Linked DNA regions of Mus musculus: all the other regions are linked to region 3. A link is a contact called in public HiChIP or PLAC-seq and Micro-C data. All regions are on one chromosome and are shown on one strand. The core of a region is the stretch at or near the end of the contact, and the rest is flanking DNA. Distances in the headings are between cores, read along the strand shown. Region 1 holds the start of Jade1 (jade family PHD finger 1). Region 2 has its middle 9.0 kb from the start of Gm40038. Region 3 has its middle 37 kb from the start of 1700052H01Rik.

Region 1 (2,700 bases), core at 135-2,634, 240 kb after region 3:
ACAGCTCCTTCTGGGAAGCCAGGGTTACCTGCCCGGCTGACGGACTAGCTTAATAATCTTCAACCAGATGTTTTCTTTCCTTATCTTTCTTGTGTCCATTATCAATCATGTGAGCCAAACATTCTTTTTTTCTTATAAAATTTCTCAACTAAAATTACTCACTCCTTCTTTAGATTCTTTCCCAAATGCCACACTGGTCATGTGTGAGGCTTGGGCAAACAATCAGCAGGGAGAGGTAGGGAAGGAAACAGAAGAATGTCCGTGTTGTGGAAGTCAGGTGACTACATTTCAAGAAAGGGGGGAACGAACCAGGGAGATGCTTCAGCAGATAAAAGCACTTTCTGCCAAGTCAGGCCCCGCGTGATAAAGGAAAGAACCAACTTCAGCACATTGTCCTCTGACCGCCACGTGCCTGCTGTGGCACATGCGCACTCTGTCTGGAAAAAGAATAAATAATAATAAAAATTATTTTTTTAAGAACTACATAGCATAGACAGCAAAATTAAATCTAAAAAGATAGGCACGAGTATGACTGAACAACAGTATCAAATTTGGTGAGATCCAACAATCTAAGGATAAGAGGCTGTCCCAGCCTTTACCTAGAAGAATGTTGTATTGGCTGGGACAATGTGTGCCAACTTCTAACACATGCTAGAATGATCACAGAAGAAGGAGCATCCGTTGAGGAAATGTAGCCCTGAAATCCAGCTATAAGGCGTTTTCCTTTCTCTTTCTCCTTCTTTTCTTTTCATTTTTTTTTGGTTTTTCAAGACAGGCATTTTCTCAGTTAGTGGTCCATGGGGGCGGGCCCAGCCTACTTGCGGGTGGAAGGCTGAGCGAGCAAGTCGCTACTACGTAGTACTTCTTCTCTCCATGGCCTCTGCTTCTGCTCCTGCCCTGTTTGAGTTCTTGTCCTGACTTCCTTTGATGGACAAACAGTATTTTGGTCTTGTAAACCAAATAAATCCTGTCCTCACCAACTTGTTTTTTATTTATTTTTATTTTTGGGCGCGCGCGCGCGCGGAGGGGGGGGGGTTCATGGAGTTTTGTCGCAGCAGTAGTAACCCTAAGTGAGCTCAGTCTTATTATCTGTCTGCGGGTGACCCACTGGTCTTTCAAAAAGTGTGGGTGTACGCAAAATGGAGAGAGGAGAACTTCTGGAGCCGTTCTGCTCCACGTCGTCGTGTTCAAAAGTATCCGGAAGCAGTCGGTGGCCAGCCAGCCAGGCCAGGCGCCAGCCGGGCGGGGGTAAAGGCAGGCTGGGAGGGGCGTCAGAGCCTGGGGGTGGGCGGGTGGGTGCTGTGGCGTGTGGAAAGGTCGGCTCCTCCCACCGTGACGTGATGCCCAAGACCAGACTAAAGAGCCTGCCCGGAAGATCACCTGCTCTTTGGGTTCTAGAAGGCAGAAGACATCCTTGTCCGCTCGCCTGCTACCTCTGAGGAAACTCGGGGCTCTACTCAAAGTGCTGAGGTAGGTGGTCCACCTTGGAGATAGGTCTCGGGGAGAAGGGGGACACTGGTGAGGGAAGGGCAGAGGCTTCCAGGATTAGTTGAGGTAGGGGGGATAATATCCTGGAACCAGTGAGCGTAAATCTCAAGCCGGTCCGCCCTGGTCTGGGCTTTCCTTCCCGCCCTTTTTTTGCCTTCCTTTCCCTTGGCGCCCACCATTTTGAGACCAGATCTTTGGTAGTCCAAGCTGGAGGGAAAAAGCATTGACGTTGGGATGGATTGGAGCTTCGGTGGCCCTGAGCACTGGGATTGCAGGCGTGAGTTTACGGGACTGGTCTGCGGGACTGGTCTGCGCCATGCGATGGCTTTGGGGCCTGTTAGGCAAGCACCCTACCAAGTGGGCTACACCCCTGTCCCATGCTTCTCTAGCTCTGCTTCCACTCCAGATTCAGCCATCTTGGAACTACCCCAAAAGACTCCGTCAGGAAAGCCATAACGCTTAGCGGCTCATTCTGCTGAATCTAGCCCTGGATTCTTAATTCTTTCAAATTATTTCATTCCTCCGCTTCCCACAACCTGTTAATCTCTGCGGTAACTTCGAACCTAGGACCTGAAGCCCAGCTCTTGATCCAATACCCTTCCTCTCCCGTCCTGTGTATTTTCTGTGTATCTTGGATGTCTAGAGGTCTAGGTTGGAGTCATGTGGGGACCTTTCTGCAGAAGAATGGAGGCCTGTAAAGAGCCTGGTTTATCCATCTCACTTGTCCTTAGCTTAGAAGTCAGTATCTTTCAAACACGGGAAAGAATTTGAATTCTGGAAGTTCTGGGCGTCTTCCCTCAAGATGGCTCAGGAAGGCAAGCACGTGCGTGATGGAGCTCCCCTGCCCCCCTCCCTCGCTCCCCCCTCCCTCGCTCCCCCTCCCCTCCCCCCTCCCTCGCTCCCCCTCCCCTCCCCCCTCCCTCCCCCCTCCCTCCCTCTTCCTCCTCCCTCTCTCTCTCCCTCACTTTCCCCTCCCCCTTCACCTCCCGCCTCTCTCTTAAACACACACACACACACACACACACACACACACACACACACACACCACCCCAGAAAAAAGTGAGTGAATTGTGTGGCCGTCATACCAAGACTTGGGATCCTTCGCTTCACAAACATTCAAGTAAGTGGTGGACCTAGCTATCCTCAAAGCTTTTATCTCCTAACTCCTAGTTAGTTCTTCTTCAGGAGAAAGAAAATCTGTATTGTTTTTCT
Region 2 (2,700 bases), core at 85-2,584, 140 kb before region 3:
CAGGTGCTGGGTTGACACCCTGGGCTCAGCCAGATCTCATGGACAGAGCGACTCTTGGCTCTCCTCAGGTGGAATCCAGTGAGGGACCAGGCTGCCCAGTGATGAGTGATTCAGCCAACCATCTCTTCGCTTGTGTGTTGCTGCTGTCTTCCAGCTCAGATGTATTACATCGTTGGCAGATGTACTTCATAGTCTCTGTTATTTCTTCATTCAGGAAGGAATGTCACAAGCTTCAGTTAGAGGCAGAATCAAGATGTCTCAAAATGCAAGCTTCCTTTGGACACTGCTGGCTGGTTTGTTTACGTTTTCATACAGTAAGCAGCTGCTGCAAACAGCTCTTGATGCTTTTCCTTGTGCTTTTTTCTACCCGCTCTCCCGAAGCCCCCCATCATACCCTCAGACGTCCTCTCTTTCTGCTTCCTCTCGATACATCCTGCATCCCTGACAGCCTCCGACAACTGCTGCTGAGTGATTGTGTCAGCCCCATAACACAGGTGCCTGTGCTGAGTGGATTCTTTCATGGCTTCTTGGGTCAGGATGTGCAGGAAATGCTGAATATACCACAAGGAGGAGATTTGCCTGGGCTCCTTGTGTCCATGCTTCCAGCCAACATTCCCGGATTCCCGTGGATCACGCTCCAACCCAGGCCCGAATACAAATCGTGCTGCCATGTTCTTCAAGAGGTGTCAGCATTCATGAAAACTGAATATGAGTGAGTTACTCTTATTTTTATAATTTCATTTAAATAATATAGTTTATTATCATAAATTTACATGTTATTCTATTGCAAATTAAGCCATACCAGGCTTAGCTCCAAGCACAAAGTTTACCCCTTATGAATATTATTTTCACAGAGACTCTTAGGAAGGACATAGATTATATTTAAATATTTTAAGAACTCGTTTATTTTCAGAGACTTAGGGAGTGTGATTATTTGTCCTGCTCCCAAGATCCTACAAAAAATAAAAAAGCGGGGCACAGCTGGGCGGGTTGGGATAGCACCGCTAGTTTGCTTCTCAGCCATATGTGTGCTGAGTGCTTCTCTGCTGTGTCTTCCCCGTGCTAGAGTTTCAGGGACTTAGAGCGAAGCCTGGCTTCAGAACCGGTCACGTGATAGCACAGATGAGAACGGTGACAGCTGTTCAGATACATGACCCCCAAACCAAAAGACACAAGGAAGAGTGGGACTGACCTGCCACTTCAAGCAAAGCAAAATCCTCTCCGCTCCTGGCTACTCTGAGACTTTGGCCACCAACCTGGAGCCATGGTCCACTAACTGTAGTAGAACTGGGGCTCTTGCAGTTGCCACTACTCAGAGGGCCACCAGAGGGCGCTTTCCTCCTTTCAGGTTCTGCCTTACTGAACACCGCTCCTTTTGATGGATAGCACTGAGTTTCTCAGGAGCTGGGGAATTCAGCTGATGCAGCTGTGGTAGACAGCTTGGGCACGAGAAAACGTCAGTAATTTTATGTGTGTTTCTGTGTATAGTTCTTCACTTCTGTCTCCTCTGGTGAACTGTGCACTTAAGAACCAGGTCTTGTCTGTGTTTATCTCTCTCATCTGTGGCTAGCCCGGAGTCTGATGTTTAAGAGGTTTTAATAAATACTACAGAGTGTGAAGAGCTGATCTTGATACAGGTTTTAGGTTTCTGCCTCTCTGAGCCATCTGAGGTCAGCTTGACCTGGGATCCTTATTCAGTAGGTCTGGGATGGGGGTGCAAACACATCTTTGGAAAGCTCTGTGCTCCTAGCTAGCTCTTCCTGCCCCACATGTGGGCTCCTTGGCTTACTGCCCTGGCTATGGGCTGCTGAGTATGAGAAATGAATCCCTGATCCTTGGGTTTGCCCCCGAGCCCCTTCAGCATGACCCCGTCTGCCCTCCCACAGGCCTTTCTGTTCCTCTTCCCATGAGCACCTTTCCCTGCCAGAGATGACATCACCTGCCAGCTGTGGGAGACCAGCCGGGAAGACCCGGGGCTCTTGGTACCACCCACAGGGGCAGCTGCTTCTGCAAGCTGGAACTCACCAGCTCTCGTTCTGCTTCAACCAACACTTAGACTGCATGGATGCTAGAACAGAGGGCATCCCAAAGCTAAGGGGGGCGGGGGTCTCTTCTCTTATAATGAAGGCTTATACTTTTGCTTCCTCAGAGTTCCGTTTTCCAAGGTTTTGAATGGGAAATGTGTGTACACGAGAAGGTTGAGGAGAGGAACTATGGATGGGGGAGATTCCTCATGTTATGTGGGTTGGCACTGCGTGAGGAATGCAGAGAGTTTCAGTCTTTTGGGTCAGGTGGTGCTGCATAAATCCCAGTGTGAGCTTCATGGGTGTGGATGGGCAAGTCAGCTAACACTCCGAACCTCAAGCACCTCACTGGTCAAACTGGACAGTAGTGTCCCTGTTTAGCTTACATGCAGACTTGGCTTTAGATGCAAAACTGTCAATGTCAGTCACTCTAAGTCACAGCACGCGAGGCTTGCTCTTGGAACTGTTACAGGATGCTTCGTTCATTGTCCCTGTGTCCTCTTCTCATTTGGCCATCGTAAAGGAAAACAGTCATTTTTTTTTTTTGTTCCTGCACTTTCATCTCGTGGACCTGGTGATTGATGCAAGTGACTGTTTTCTCTTCTTCAAAGCAGCTGCTAGAAAGCCCAGAGCCAAACGTGTGGTCCGATCCGTCAGCATCAACTGTGCTCACCAT
Region 3 (2,700 bases), core at 72-2,571:
ATCCAAGATGATCTCCCATCTCCAACTTAGTCCTGTCTGCATGGTCCCCTTTGCCAGATAAGGTGGCTGGCTCACTTATGGGGTCTGAAGATTAGGGTGCAGGCATCTTTGGGGTGCTTTATCCTGGGTAGGACAAGTTATTACGGTGGATATGGGATCAGAAGCACATTCCTATCCTGGGGCAGCTGTGTGGGAGGGAGACAGGTCAGTGCATCTGGGCTAGCGCAACCCTGCTAGGAGTAGAGCGCGAACATGCTTACCCCAAACACAGAGAGTCATGGCTTCTGCTAACTAAAAGGCAGGCCTGTTTTACATGCTGCAAATAATACATAGCATTTATTTAAGGCCTCTTCGGAACAAGCTGTTTCTGCCTCCGATGTGGCTCTGTGGCTACTCAGCTGACTTCTGTGAGCCTTCCTCAATGTTCTCTTACAGCTTGCCTAGAGTGTGTGAGCTTTTCATTTCTCATTTAAACATGGGCTCCCATTCTGCAATGTGTAGTCTGTGCATTAAACATCCACAACCAAATTGCTTAATACCCACTTTTAAAAAAAATCATCTCCTCTAAATGAAAGCTCTTCAAACACCCAGACCTCATACTGGTTGAATGGCACACCCAGACCCTTTCCACCAGTTTGGTTGCAGGTGGGGTGGAGGGTTGTCATGGGCGACACTGGTTCCTGTCAAATTCCAAATCTCAGTGCTTTTTTTCAAGTGGAGCAAGGGAAAGGGCTATAACGACCACTCATTGTAAACTGAACCACCTTGCAGCGGGGAGGTGGGACCCAGGGAGCAGTGGGACGAGCAAGAGCCAATCTGAGAGCCCGAGAGTCACCTTCTAATTGCCTTCTCCATGACAGCGTCATAAGCTTCTTTATGGTGGTTTTATTTCACAGTGACCTGCCACGCTGCTGTAATTCTCCCAGTGTCAGTCATGCAGGTTTTAAAAGATGGTTGGTTTTATGGCTTTTATTTGGGAATTTGTCAGGGTTTCACATTACGGAAGCCTTCAAGCAGCAGCCTAATAGGCCATAATTTGGTGTTTAAAGGGATATTGCCAAGTAACCTGCCTGGGCCTGCAGGTGCCTCTAGCAACTGAGTTCTTAGGCTCAGAGGGGAAATCTCCATAATTTCCTTTACACTACAGTAAACCTTTACTGTCAGAAACTTCTATTCGAAATTCCAAAGGACTCCTGGCATCCTGAGACCTGGGAGAGCCTTTCAAGTTCTGTGAGCAGCTTGCTATTGAAGCTCGGTTCCCATGAAATGGACTTTAGGTGTTAGCAAAGCCACGCTCAGGTTAGTGCATTCTGGCAATTGGAGCTGACGTACCTGCTTTATGACTCATAGTCTGGCAATGACAGTGCTAGGCCCTGAGTCATCCTCCTCCTCCTTGTTGTCCTCTTCCTTTTCTTTGTCCTCTTCCTCCTCCTTCCTCTCTGTCCCTCTCTGTCTCTGTCTGTCTCTCTGTCTGTCTCTCTGTCTGTCTGTCCCTCTGTCTCTGTTTCTCTGTCTCTCTGTCTGTCTCTCTGTCTGTCTCTGTCTCTCTGTCTCTGTTTCTCTGTCTCTCTGTCTCTCTGTCTGTCTCTCTCTCTCTCTCTCTCTCTCTCTCTCTCTCTCTCTCTCTCTCTCTCCCACAACCCCCCCACCCCCTTAGGATCTCAATGCCCCTAACAGATGTTTTTAAACATCACGCTTCTGAGGACTGTTTTGGCCTTTTGCCACTGTGTGTACTCATAGGTTTAATGAGAAAATTGATGCCTCCCAAGCACTCTTCCCAAGGGGGAGCAACTGGTCTCCTTGTGCAGATGGTGGGCGTTCCCTAGGCCAGTATGCTGTGTGTAAGAGAGTGCACACACACACACACACACACACACACACACACACACACACACTTTACCCCAGCTCCTTTCTCTCTCTGTGGCCTCAGCTTGGTACACACACTGGAGTTAATCACAGATGGCTGCTTCTTCTTCAGTATGCCTCTGCAGAGCCTCGAGTTTATCTGAGCAGTGGGCCATCTTTCTGGGGTGACCTCTGCCATACAGGAGGCTGGTGTGCTTTAACTCTCATTTCTTGGTGAGTCTCCTCCTGAGTTCACTGCATGGTTGTTGTGGGGGTAGAGTAGGGCTCTTCCCAGAAGACGCCTCTGATAGTATCTTTGAACATATGCTGTTGATTAACCGAGAAAAGAAAAGACTCTTCACTTCTCCCATTTGGAGGTTAAAGTAGGGGGGCTTGTCTAAAACAGATTGTGGCAAATTGTGGGTTTATTTGAACAGTATGTCAACGTTACTTACTCATGGGAGAGAAAACTTTCAGATTGATAGGTTTCTTTTAATTACCTCATCCTGGAGGTTGCGCTCCACAAACAAGAGATTTCAAACGCCATTTGGGTACATCTGAAAGGGCAAGATTGGAAACCTAGCAAGAATACCTTTGAAAACCTTTCCATAGTTCTAAAAACAAGAAACCCTGATCGGAGTACACTGTGCCTCTCAGCAAACTGGACACTGCCCTCAGTGATCTCAGTGCCTCTTGTAAAAAAGGTGGGTTGTGGAATTGTCACATGACACTGACAATCCCTTTCTGTGGCTAGGTATTACTACCAGGTACTCAGACCAGAGCAGCCTTCTTTAATCCCACAATACCAGTACCTTCCTCTTGAGTTCTGTCCATGAAGCACAGGAGATGAACGAA

What was found. Hi-C and Micro-C count contacts between places; a contact is called where the count stands out from the background. HiChIP or PLAC-seq counts read pairs in DNA pulled down with a chosen protein or histone mark.
Region 1: an H3K27ac HiChIP or PLAC-seq map of trophoblast stem cells shows a contact between it and region 3, with 20 read pairs. The contact joins the promoter of Jade1 here to the enhancer-like site in region 3. A contact is called at or near these places in 2 of 39 promoter capture datasets (the 3T3-L1 cell line and neural stem cells), 1 of 15 datasets of contacts at CTCF or cohesin (the NIH/3T3 cell line), 10 of 115 datasets of contacts at active chromatin or transcription factors (the NIH/3T3 cell line, astrocytes, bone marrow-derived macrophages and 7 more) and 3 of 9 other capture datasets (adipose tissue, macrophages and pancreatic islet).
Region 2: a Micro-C map of embryonic fibroblasts shows a contact between it and region 3, with 4 times the contacts expected there. The contact joins two enhancer-like sites. A contact is called at or near these places in 1 of 15 datasets of contacts at CTCF or cohesin (the NIH/3T3 cell line) and 5 of 484 Hi-C or Micro-C datasets (the G1E-ER4 cell line, cerebral cortex, cranial neural crest and 2 more).

The regions. Positions count from the first base shown.
Region 1 is chr3:41,554,350-41,557,049 of GRCm38.p6, forward strand. Jade1 (jade family PHD finger 1) reads left to right here and starts at 1,385. Exons shown (of 11, transcript NM_001130184.1): 1 at 1,385-1,470.
Region 2 is chr3:41,181,152-41,183,851 of GRCm38.p6, forward strand. No RefSeq gene overlaps it. Among named protein-coding and RNA genes, the nearest start is that of Gm40038, 9.0 kb to the left of the region's middle. Within about 2 kb of position 1,335, at least 68 of the 459 cell types and tissues checked have an H3K27ac peak or open chromatin away from gene starts, as enhancers often do. A contact at or near this core is called in embryonic fibroblasts, where this site is marked.
Region 3 is chr3:41,317,615-41,320,314 of GRCm38.p6, forward strand. No RefSeq gene overlaps it. Among named protein-coding and RNA genes, the nearest start is that of 1700052H01Rik, 37 kb to the right of the region's middle. Within about 2 kb of position 1,322, at least 72 of the 459 cell types and tissues checked have an H3K27ac peak or open chromatin away from gene starts, as enhancers often do. A contact at or near this core is called in embryonic fibroblasts, embryonic limb bud, pancreatic cancer cells and 1 more, where this site is marked.